Linked DNA regions of Gossypium hirsutum: region 1 is linked to region 2. The links are chromatin contacts, called in public Hi-C maps. All regions are on one chromosome and are shown on one strand. The core of a region is the stretch at or near the end of the contact, and the rest is flanking DNA. Distances in the headings are between cores, read along the strand shown.

What was found. A called contact is a pair of places that touch in the nucleus more often than the background predicts.
Region 1: a Hi-C map of petal shows a contact between it and region 2, with 2.0 times the contacts expected there. The contact joins the enhancer-like site here to the promoter of LOC107931203 in region 2. A contact is called at or near these places in 4 of 34 Hi-C or Micro-C datasets (anther, leaf, petal and 1 more).

The regions. Positions count from the first base shown.
Region 1 is chrA12:183,855-189,526 of Gossypium_hirsutum_v2.1, forward strand. It overlaps LOC107931214 (beta-galactosidase 10), which reads right to left. Exons shown (of 20, transcript XM_041082362.1): 18 at 4,796-5,120; 19 at 1,673-1,793; 20 at 1,365-1,541. The coding sequence ends at 4,952. Among protein-coding and RNA genes, the nearest start is that of LOC107931214, 16 kb to the right of the region's middle. Within about 2 kb of position 1,652, at least 2 of the 9 cell types and tissues checked have an H3K27ac peak or open chromatin away from gene starts, as enhancers often do.
Region 2 is chrA12:138,830-144,501 of Gossypium_hirsutum_v2.1, forward strand. LOC107931203 (mitogen-activated protein kinase kinase kinase 3) reads right to left here and starts at 2,971. Exons shown (of 11, transcript XM_016863011.2): 1 at 2,295-2,971; 2 at 1,466-1,804; 3 at 1,163-1,250; 4 at 967-1,029; 5 at 642-802; 6 at 463-538; 7 at 1-36. The coding sequence starts at 2,782.

The sequences.
Region 1 (5,672 bases), core at 402-2,901, 44 kb after region 2:
GAACAACCTATTAGAATAAATGAAAGTGTTGCATGCCTAAAGCATGATAAATTGATTGATTCCAAAAAAGCTCTCGTAAAAAAAAATACTAAACCAAGATGATCATATAATGGAAACATGTACTCCTAAAGAGAACCAAGACATAACTAATTATTAATACTCCAAAAGAGATTCAGATATCTAAATATGAAAATGATGAAAATAAAAAATCTCGATAAGCTATGCATACGAGATAATGTGGAATTAAAATGAAAAGTTGTCTACAACGGTTTCGCATGCAATACTATTGATAAAATAATGAAAGAAAAGGAAGATCTTGAATCAATTTGTCAAGAAATATAAACATGAAACACATTGGCTAAAATGAAAAAACACAATTCAAGTAAAATTAAATTCATAAAGTTTCTGGACTGAGACTCTAAACATTTAACGATATAAAGCCAGTGAGATTCAAATGATTAGTCTTGCGAAAACAAAATAAAAAATATGAAGTTTTCGCTAAGTCCTGACATTGATTATGAAAAATATTCTTTTTTTGTGGATGACTTTAGATATCTTATTATTCTGACAATTTATACTTGACGTGCGTCTTATGATTATTGTTACAATATATATTGTAGAAGTTTATATTAAAATCCTTAAAGAATTTAAAATGCTAGAAGCATACACAAATTCCCAAGAAATTGTTTCATACAATTGTGTAAATATTTATATGAATTTATTTGAGCATGTATTGGTATAAATAGACTACGATTAAAGTTTATTATTATTACTATTGAAACTCTTGAAGAGACAAAAATATGTTCTCCCAAAAAATTCTCACTCATAACTTTCAAAGAAATGATGATATAAATACTTAACAAGGTCGTTCAAGTGATCATTTGAAAAATTAATATCCAATATTAGGACACGTAGAATTTGAGATATCATATTATGTTATCATGAGGGGAGTAAATATACCCTATACACTTTTTTCCTTGACCGAAGTTTTATCCTACTAGATTTTACTAGTTTTGTTTTTAATAAAACACATTATCTATCAAAAAAACATATAAAGAAGAATATTATAAATATTTTATTATTAAATGAATATCCATCAAGATAAATTTAATATACATTAAGACTCTAAGGTTTATTAGAAGTAATCTTTTATGTTATATATGCTTCTTATGCCTATAAATATAAACTTTATAAAAACAATATAAACATGATCAATAAATTTTATGATTCTCTTTTGCTCTATCAATTTCTCGTTTATCTTTATTTCATAAGATATAACAATTTATTTGAATATTTAAATGTATCAAATCCTAAAGCTACTTTATTACACAATCTCGTAAATAAAACATGGAACTCTAGACGGATTAAATTAATATAAATTATATATAAAACTGTGTAAAATTAAATAAATTTTGTGACATTTGCCAAATGCTTGACCAATATCGATATATTTAAAAGCAAAAACGAATATTCCACATATTAAGAGCTAAGTCTATCTATGCTCTTGAATTTTCGCAAACACCTCAAAGGACAAAAAGTACCTGAGCAAAAGGAAAGTAAAATTAGGGGCATCATGTTGAGGAAATAAAACACAGCTCGTACCCGAAAGAAAACGCTTTCTTCCGTTTCCTTCTTCAGGAAGCAGCCAAAACATTTGTGTCGGAACATATACCGGGGTAACTTTAGCTGCAAACTGCTTCAATTGCAAGTCTCTTAGTAGTACCAGGACACAAGCCCTTATCGAAGTTCTCTTCTGTTAGTTCTATGGCACACTCATTCTTACCCAGGCAGACCTGCCGTGCACAGAACATTAGGAAGGAAAAAATAGTGTTAATTAATATGCATTAATACTATACGCAGATAAGTGTGTTCACTGAACATGACTATAAATAATCACCTAGATTACGGGCTTATCTGCAATCACAGCTTAGTTGACTTAGTTTCTCGGACATTCTTAAGTCCAACTATTAGTCTTATACAAACTCCTTGGCACCAGATTCTGCTGCCAACTTTTCTAATGTTTTGCAAACTTTTCTAATATTTTGCAAATTCTTGGCTACGGTTGATTCCTTGAGTAATTGGACATTACATGCACATGACTTATGGCTATGCGGAGAGGCGATAACCTAAACTTTTGGGATAAGCGAAATGGCAATATGTACACTGTCTATATCTATCTATACCATATTTAAGCCTCTAAATAAATTGATATCATAAATCAATTAGACACCAATTTAGACACCAACTTAATTGAAAAACGACCAAAAATCCAAAAATCAATTTAAATCTAAAATATATACAAAGAATTTAAACCTAAAAACCATAGTAGTTATAGCTTTAATTTTACTATTTCACCCTATGTCATAAATGTTTCTTTCTTAGCATACATTGTGAGTATATCATAATCTAATATATAAATAATACTAACCGAGTCACAAGTTAAGTAACTCCATTTACTTATCAAAAACCTCTTCCCCTTAAAAATCTCACTCAGATAATAGCATACATAAAAGTGAAACTATATAATGAAAATTTACATATTATATTTTTATAGAAAAAATCATCCACTCTTTTACTTTTCTCTCCACTGTTTAAGAAACCAACACCCTTTTCCCTTTTAAAACCTACCACTATCCTAAAAAATATTAATATTTTTATCACAGCGTATGTATATAAAACCGCGTATTTATAATTCGGATAATCTCTAATACATAATAAAATAAAACGTATGGTTTAAATTTAATTATAATAACATATGCAATACGTATAAAACAAAAATTAAAAAAATAGTTTAAATTGTAAGAAAATATTAAATACGTAAATATAATTTAATTAATAAAAAATTAAAGATTGAATTAACTTGATATATTAACACAATCAACGACATTATCTTAGAAAATATAATTTTCTTAAAAAGATTAATCTACTATTATCTAAGTCGCTAATCAAGTTGATGTCTTAAATTAACCAGATATCAATTAATTTGGAAAAAGACTAATTCATCTTTTCTATTAAAGGATTATATATTATTTTGATGGCTATTTTTTTTCATACTTTTATACAATTTTTAAATAAATGAACTAAAACTAATATATTTAAGTTCCAAAAACGTGTTCAATGAATTCATAAACAAGTTCTTACCACTACTCCAATAATAATTATTAAGTAAATTTTTAAAAAGTAATTTTTATATAAAATGCTTTCTGCCACCTACTAAATCTAACAGAATTGGTGTCACGAGTCAATCAAGAACTAACTCAATTAAAAAATTTATGAAACTATCCTTTCGTGTTTAAAATAAGTTATACTTTTCGAGGTTACTTTAGTTCTTTTATTTTCTATAAAAACAAATGAGAAATTACCACTAAAATAAAGCTTTATTTAATCTAATATTTACATTTTAATTGTATTATGCATATCTTAATACCTCCATCAATTATATATACTAATAATATTATTGATTGAGTTAGTATTACAAATTAACTCGATATCAACTCAAGATTGATACAACACTATGATAGACAACCATAGTGTATTTAATATTTTTAATCTGATGTATTTTTGTTTTTAAATTTCATTTTACTAACAATTAATTCTAATTTTTTTCATTGTAATAATGTACATATCGCATATGTATATTCTAAACACGTAATTTCTACGTACATACACTTGTTATAGGTATACTTATATTGATAATATTGTTATTGATTGAGTTTCTATCACAAGTTAAACTCAACATTAACTAAAGATTAATAACATTGGTTAAACAATAATATCGCATTTAGTATTCTTAATCTGATTTGTTTACATGCTTAAATTTCGTTTTACTCACAACTTAATCTATTAATCTATTTTTTTATTTGCCATATCGTACATCTTTCATGTGATATTACTAATTAATTTCAAACCATAAATTTTATTATTTATTATATATTATTTTAAACATTTATTGGTGTTTTAAGCACATAGTTTTCATACACATATGCGTGAAAAGAGACTAATTTATCTTTCCTGTTAGATGATTACTATTGTTATTTTAACATTGCAAAGTTAACATATCTAAATTTTGAAGACGTCTTCAATGGATTTATAAACAAACTTTTTTATCACTGCACCAAAAATAATCATTAACTTTTAAAAGATATTTTCTTACATGCATAGTGTATCTATACTATTATTTAAAAATCTGATAATGTCACTATCAATCGAGCACTTACTCGATTAAAAAGTTACAAAAATAATCATTCATATTTAAAATAAATTATATTATTTAAGATTACTTTAATCTTTTTCATTTTTTATAAAAACCAATAAAAAGTTACATATTGTGAAATTTAAACCCATTCCATTTGGGTGAATAAACAGTTAACTTTAACACTAAAACAAAGTTTTATTTTGACCTAATATTTAAATTTTAATTGTATTATGCATACTTTATTATCTCCATCAATTATATATATTGATAATTAATTGAGTTGGTGTCACAAGTTAGCTTAATATTAATATAACATCATAATAAATAATTGTAATGTATTTAATTTTCTTAATATGATGTATTTATGTGTTTAAATTTTGTTTTACTCACAATTTAATTTATTTTTTATTTTAATTCCATACATATTATATACATTATTATTAACTATTTCCAAACCTTACCTTTTAATTATTTATTATATACTATATTCAAACCTATATTTTAAATAGGTTGTTTGCTCACACGTCCTGGGTGAAAGGTATACTAGTATTATCTATGGTTCTTCATCCACTTATACAGCTGAAGTTGGAGTAACCTTACCTTTTCGACTGCCAATGTTGAGTTAGGATCATGGCACTCCCCCTTGCTGTAAGACCCACACTTTCCTGTAGGATTTCCGAAGCTAGCAAATTTCACATTAGAAATCAAAGAATTTTTGGGGCACTTCAGATGGGCAGCCGATTTTCCACTTCCACCTTAACGTACTGGCGCCTGGTCTACCATAGGAAAGTCCTCAGCAATGAGAGAACATAGGCCTGATATTTTGCGTTTGGAGAACGTAATTTTTGTTGGATCTCCACCTTTCTCCTCAAAGATAACCAAAATGTTTCCAGATGGCTTGAACCAAGAACGGGGAACATGGTACCTGGTTAATGGCAAAAACACATTTTTAATCACTCCTCCAAGAAAGCTTTTCTTTTCTTTTTTTTTTTGGACGAAGTCTGGAGAATAAAAAGGAAGCCTTTTAAGGGAAGTAACATATTCAAAGTAGAATATGGTGATAAGAGTATGCAAGGGTCAATGAGTGATGACGTATCTTAAAATTTCACAATTTTAGTCTAGCTTTAAGTCAATAAAATAGAAAAACGATAACTTGGTGGCTTCAATTTCACCGATTATTGATAAACTAAAATGGAAAACACAAACACATGTAAATTGCCTTGAATAACTAATGTATTACCGATAAATAGACCAAAAAATAATATAACATGATCTATTAACATGGTTGATCAATAATTGAAATTTCTTAACCTTGGATACCTGAAAGATTTGGCAAATATTCCTACGTTTGTCAATATAACCCTTTTGGTATATCAACCCCAGCCATGCTTTTGTGAGTTTTTTCTCAATAAAAAATTCTATGGTCAAGGAAATTATATTACTAACACCATTTATTTAATGCATTTAGTGTGAAGTC
Region 2 (5,672 bases), core at 1,721-4,220:
TCCCTTGAATGAAAGCATTGTACCACAAGCTGTTATCTAGATCAGGAAGAAAGAATTGTTCATTAACTGGTGAAAGAAAAGGAAGTAGGCAGACAAGATCACTGTCCATTTTCAGTTTTTATTTACACATTTTCAATTCGCTAGATTTACACCTGTAAATGTCACTTGCCATTTTCAATTTTAATTAGACTGTCAGTCTCAAGACTTCAACATTAACTTCTTAGATAGAACTGCGGTTCAAGTGATGGTCTAAAAGGCATTATAAATATTATATAGATATATATATCAAAAGACAATTTTCATTTTAACCTCTGTTTTCTTTACAATCAAAACTAGCATCATATCAAAATGTCATGTAGTAGACACTTGTTACTCTTAGCTACTAACTAATTTCAGAGGCATTGAAGCTTCAGTATACTAGAATTAAGCCTATCATCCCCAAGATGAGATAAGGTAACATACATGTTTTGCCATGCCAAAGTCAGCCAACTTGATTTCACCAGTAGGATCTACTAATATGTTTGCCCCTTTTATGTCTCTGAAACATAAAACCCACAGCTTTAAAAACATAACAAAGTTGATGCTAAATTTCCACACTACAGACAACTAAATCATCCATAACCAGAAGTACATCCAAGTACCTGTGGACTGTATTTCTTCCATGCAAGTAAGCAAGCCCAGAAAGAATTTGTCTTGTATAGTTTTGAATGACAGGTTCCTTGAAGGCACCATATTCTTGAAGCAATTTGTGGATTGAACCACCAGAGACATATTCCAAGTAAACTGAGAGTGTTTCTTCACCCTGAAAAAATGGCAATTAGATTTACAATGAAGCAAGGTACAATTAACTGGTATCAGGAGAAGGATTCCAAATATCATTCTCCATTCCCCTTTCTTTTCATTTTGTAATGTAAGTGAATTATTTGCATGTCATGTCTTCTAAAGCAGTATTTAAAAAAAAATTACCAGTTCACTTCCATAGTACCGAACAATGTTTGGATGAGATAGCTGACTAAGCAAATTTATCTCCTGTTGACATTAAAAAGGATTAGAAAACCAGACACTAAAATGAGGCAACTTGTAAATGATCTCAATATCAACTGGTAAAAGAATAACAGAAATTATGTATCACTATTCAGTGAGAATCAGACAAAACTATTACCTGGTTCAGTTGCTTGAGGCTTTCTTTTGATGTTTGATCATCAGAGACAAGCCTGACTTCTTTTATTGCACACATCTGCCCACTTTCACTGTCAAGCGCGGATGCATAATCTTAGAAAAGTATACAATGGGAAGAAACTGAAAACATACTTAAGATGTTGGTAAATATCTTTTTTATCTTGCATATTAGCCGGATTGGAACCATGAAATACATGACAAGAGCTAATTTCTGTGACAGATAAATCTTAAGTCTTTTATGAATGGCAGAGTATGATAATTAACTGATACAGAAAGCAAGTCCTACCTATTAAACCCAAGGTAAACATGTCCAAAAGTTCCCCTTCCTAAGAGTCTACCTCTTCGCCATTTCGATAGAGTAAAAGGTGTATTTTCATTCACTCCACAAGTTCTTGTGCTAGGCAGGGCAGCAGAGGGACTAGTAGGAGAACCTGGTGGAAGAGGCAACTTATGACACACGGACTTGCCATCTTCCTTTCTGCCTGTAGGAGACTCTAGACTAACCGCAGACAATTGATGATGAAGAGGTGACGTCGGGCTGGTTGCTCCTCTCGACCCCGGACCAGGGCTTCTCGACCTCGTGTTCATTCTAGGTTCACCTTGGCCTCTGGGATCAATATAGGACCTAGATTCAGTTAATGTCAGCTCTTTGAAAATCATTACAGGTAATGCTTCATTTGAGTGTGAACAACCCAATACCATACAATAATATTGAATATTTGGCTCGTTACAGACATATGATATATTATTTACAGATGTAAGTATCCAACATGTATCATTCAAGAATTACATTCAATCTGAACATGAAACAGTGATTAATTTGTAAGTGTTAACAGGAAATTTCAGTTCCAAAAGCTGAAAATATTAACAGATGGCAGACCCAAAAGGAAGGAAATACATATGGATAAAATTATTTAAAAAAAAAGAACATGTCAAACTCTGACACCCAAGAAAAGACAGAAAAAAACTATATCTTATTAATTAATCAACAACTGCTTTATATACCAAAAGAAAAATTATCAGTAACTGCCCCATATTAATTCAGAGATTTTAATAAAAAATGAAAATCAATCCTTCAATATTTAGAATCCAATACATGTAAGGGAAAAGGAAACCTGTATGCAAGGAATTGAACCGGATCATTTGCAATCTGATTATCTTCAGAAGAGCTATCACTTGAAACCGAATGCCACCCAGATCCTAACCCCACAACATGATCACTCTGCATCGGTGAGATGGATGGTGTAGGCAAAGGAATCCCTATTTTTTCACCTGAATCCGAATCCAAACCCGAAAACCCGGATGACCCACCACCACTACAACCAACAACAACGCTGAACTCCCTGCTGGCACGTGGTGAATTACTGGTGGTTAAAACAAGCCCTCCACCATCAAAGCTCTTAGAGTAGTTGCTGTTCTTGTCATCGGCGGCGGCGGCGGCGGCCACTTTCATTTTGCCAGCAGCGTCGCCGGAGGAAAATCCGGCAGTAGCATCTGGTTTATTAGGCGAAAGCTTAATTACTCCGATGCTAGTGCCTCGTGGACTTCGATTTTGACTCTCTTCTTTGTTCTTATTCGACTTTTTACCCCACCAAGCAGGCATTTTTTAAAAAAGAAAATGTTATTCTCTATAAGACAATGAAGAAGAAGAAGAAGAAGAAATGTTTTGATTTGTGCAGAAAAAAAATTATATTGAGAGGAGGAAACCGAGAGGAAATGATGAGAAAGACTTCAGACAAAAAGAGAGAGAAGGATAGCTTTTTATTTCTGCATTTATTTATTTTAATAAAATAAGATATCATATTTTAATGATAATATTTAGTTATAAAATAAAATAAGATATCATATTTTAATGATAATATTTAGTTATAAAATTATTAGTTTTCTTATATATATTTTGAAGGTCTCTATATATATATATGATAAGTATATCGTTTTTTTAATTAGCCAAATAGATGGTTTTTCAAAATTTAGAGAAATAAGCTATTTTTAGAGAAATACATCGATTTTAGAGATAGAGTATCAAAGAGCGTTCAGCTTGATGTGCTTTCGTAACAACTGTAAAATTTTTAAAGAGTCCAACTATTATTTCATTTTCATATAAATATCATATCATTTTTCATTCTTTCTCTTAAATTTAACTCTCTCTATTCTCTCTAAACTTTCAATTCTCTCAAATTTCTCAAGATTTATTTGAAATTTACTAATATATTTGTATAAAAATATTATAGTTTTATTTTATTATTTCGTAGATTATTCATTTTAATTAAATTTTCACGAAACAAGTTTTATTATTCGTTTCAACTACAAGCACATTTTTGCCGCTCAATCGGTAATGGTAAGGAAAATTTTTAAATTTTGTTTTTCAATTAAGTTAATTTTAAAGTTTTTAATTTTAAAAAAAATTAAATTATTTTATTTTGTTGATATAAATAGGTGGATGATCATGTTTTGGAGGGGTTCATACAATTTATCAAATAGCCCAGACAATGAAATTCTTGGTTATTTGTAATATGCATGATTTTTACATGCATCTTGGATGCTCGGAGGCTTAAATTGGATCCTACGCTTATCAGCGCGTTAGTGGAAAGATGGAGACCTGAGACACACGTATTTCATCTTTCATGCGGTTAGTGTACAATTACTCTCGAGGACGTTGTTTTACAACTTAGCTTACTGGTGGATGGGTCAATTGTTACGAGGGCAGTGGTCATTCTTGGTAAGGAGTACCTTTGCGAGGCATTTTTAGGGAAGGTGCCGAATAAATTTCAAGGTGGCCAGATAGAGATGAAATGGTTGGAAGATAATTTCAAAGACCTTCCTAAGGACACAATTGACATCGAAAAAGAATAATACGCCCGAGCATTCACTATGAAGTTTATCGAGGGCATTCTAATGCTCGATAAATCTCAAAATCTGGTATACAAAAGGTGCCTACTACACTTAGTCGACTTTAAATAAAGTGGTTGACTAAGTTGGGGCTTAGCCTTGTTGGCCACGTTGTACAAGGAGTTGTCTCAGGCGATGGAATTGAATAAGATGTCAATCAGTAGTTACTTGCTCATGTTGTAGTAATGGGTATGGTGGCGACTACCATTTTTAGGTCCCCAAGTGGACAACCTTTATACATTCTCATTTGTGACAAAGTAAAATTCATTTGATAATAATATATAGTAACCATAGTAAATGTTGTTTATTTATTATATGTTGGAATTAACATATTGTTTGAGTAGGTGAAACCATGGGTGGAGTTATGTGGGACAACCGGAGCAGTTCAAAGATATCCAGCTACTATTAGATCAATACTTGAAACTATTGAATTTTTCAAACCTATAATAATTAAGCAATGATTTGGAATTTAAAATTTTGTAGCTAATTGTGCACTATAGTTTAAATAGATGTCATACTCGCCGATCCGAATATCATAGAATATGCCCCGCTTGAATTTTTGGCCATTCAGAGTAGGAGGGATGCGAATGTGCGATTGATAGTTTACGCGACAGTGGAGATGCACGAATCGGATCGAGTGATGCGGCAGTTCAAGTAGAGGCAAAAAATTTCGTTGGCACAACAATACATCGAAACACCACACAAGCTTGATTTGCGAAGGAAAATCGATGAAAATTGACGAGAATTCAACAAAGAGTATATCGAAATTTGGGATCATATGATGAATTTCATACCCATTCGCGAACCTTTTTTTACACCAAACATGACGACATCTATGGAGATCATGCCTTGGCTTAGACTGGCAAGTCATATCTACTTTTGGTGGAGGAGAGGAGTAGGCAAATTTGTTCGAAGAAATGCAAATGACACTTGCAATACAGACTTGCCAGAAAGCCATATCTACTATCAATGTACCCTTGTTGGACTCGAATGTAGGGAGTAAATCATCAGTTCTTCTATATACTATGTTACGATCAACATCTGCACCGGATTGCCAATCGATGTAGGTTGATGGCATACCGATATAAGTACTTCCACCTCAGGACATCGAACAACTGAAGTTGAAATCGAATGCATTGACTGAATGTCATGTCCGAGTGTCAAGGTTCGAGTTATGCTTATAACCTGACTAGTAATGGTCGCCAAAGTTGAAATCGGTGCTTGAAACCAAATAATGTTTTCCTATTTATGATTCGGGGACATCATAATGGGAGCTTTGTAACAAAGCAGTGAACCCACTGCACAACTGTGTCGTAAGAATTTTTGCTTCTACTTCGATTCCCGCTTTAGCTGCAACATTGGTCGAAGATGGACCAACTCCATCAACCTTGACAAACTCTACATATAACTCCATTATAGCATTTCCACTTAAGCAATGTGAATTTACGATCGCCTCCAGCTCCAGCTCACTTTTCATAATAAATAGTTCATACTTAAAGGGTCCACTAATGCTAGATATCTACATTTCAAGTACAAAATTCTTCCCCGACTTGAACTCCAACTTTTCTCATGATTCTAGTTCGTAGCTCATACAATTGAATGGT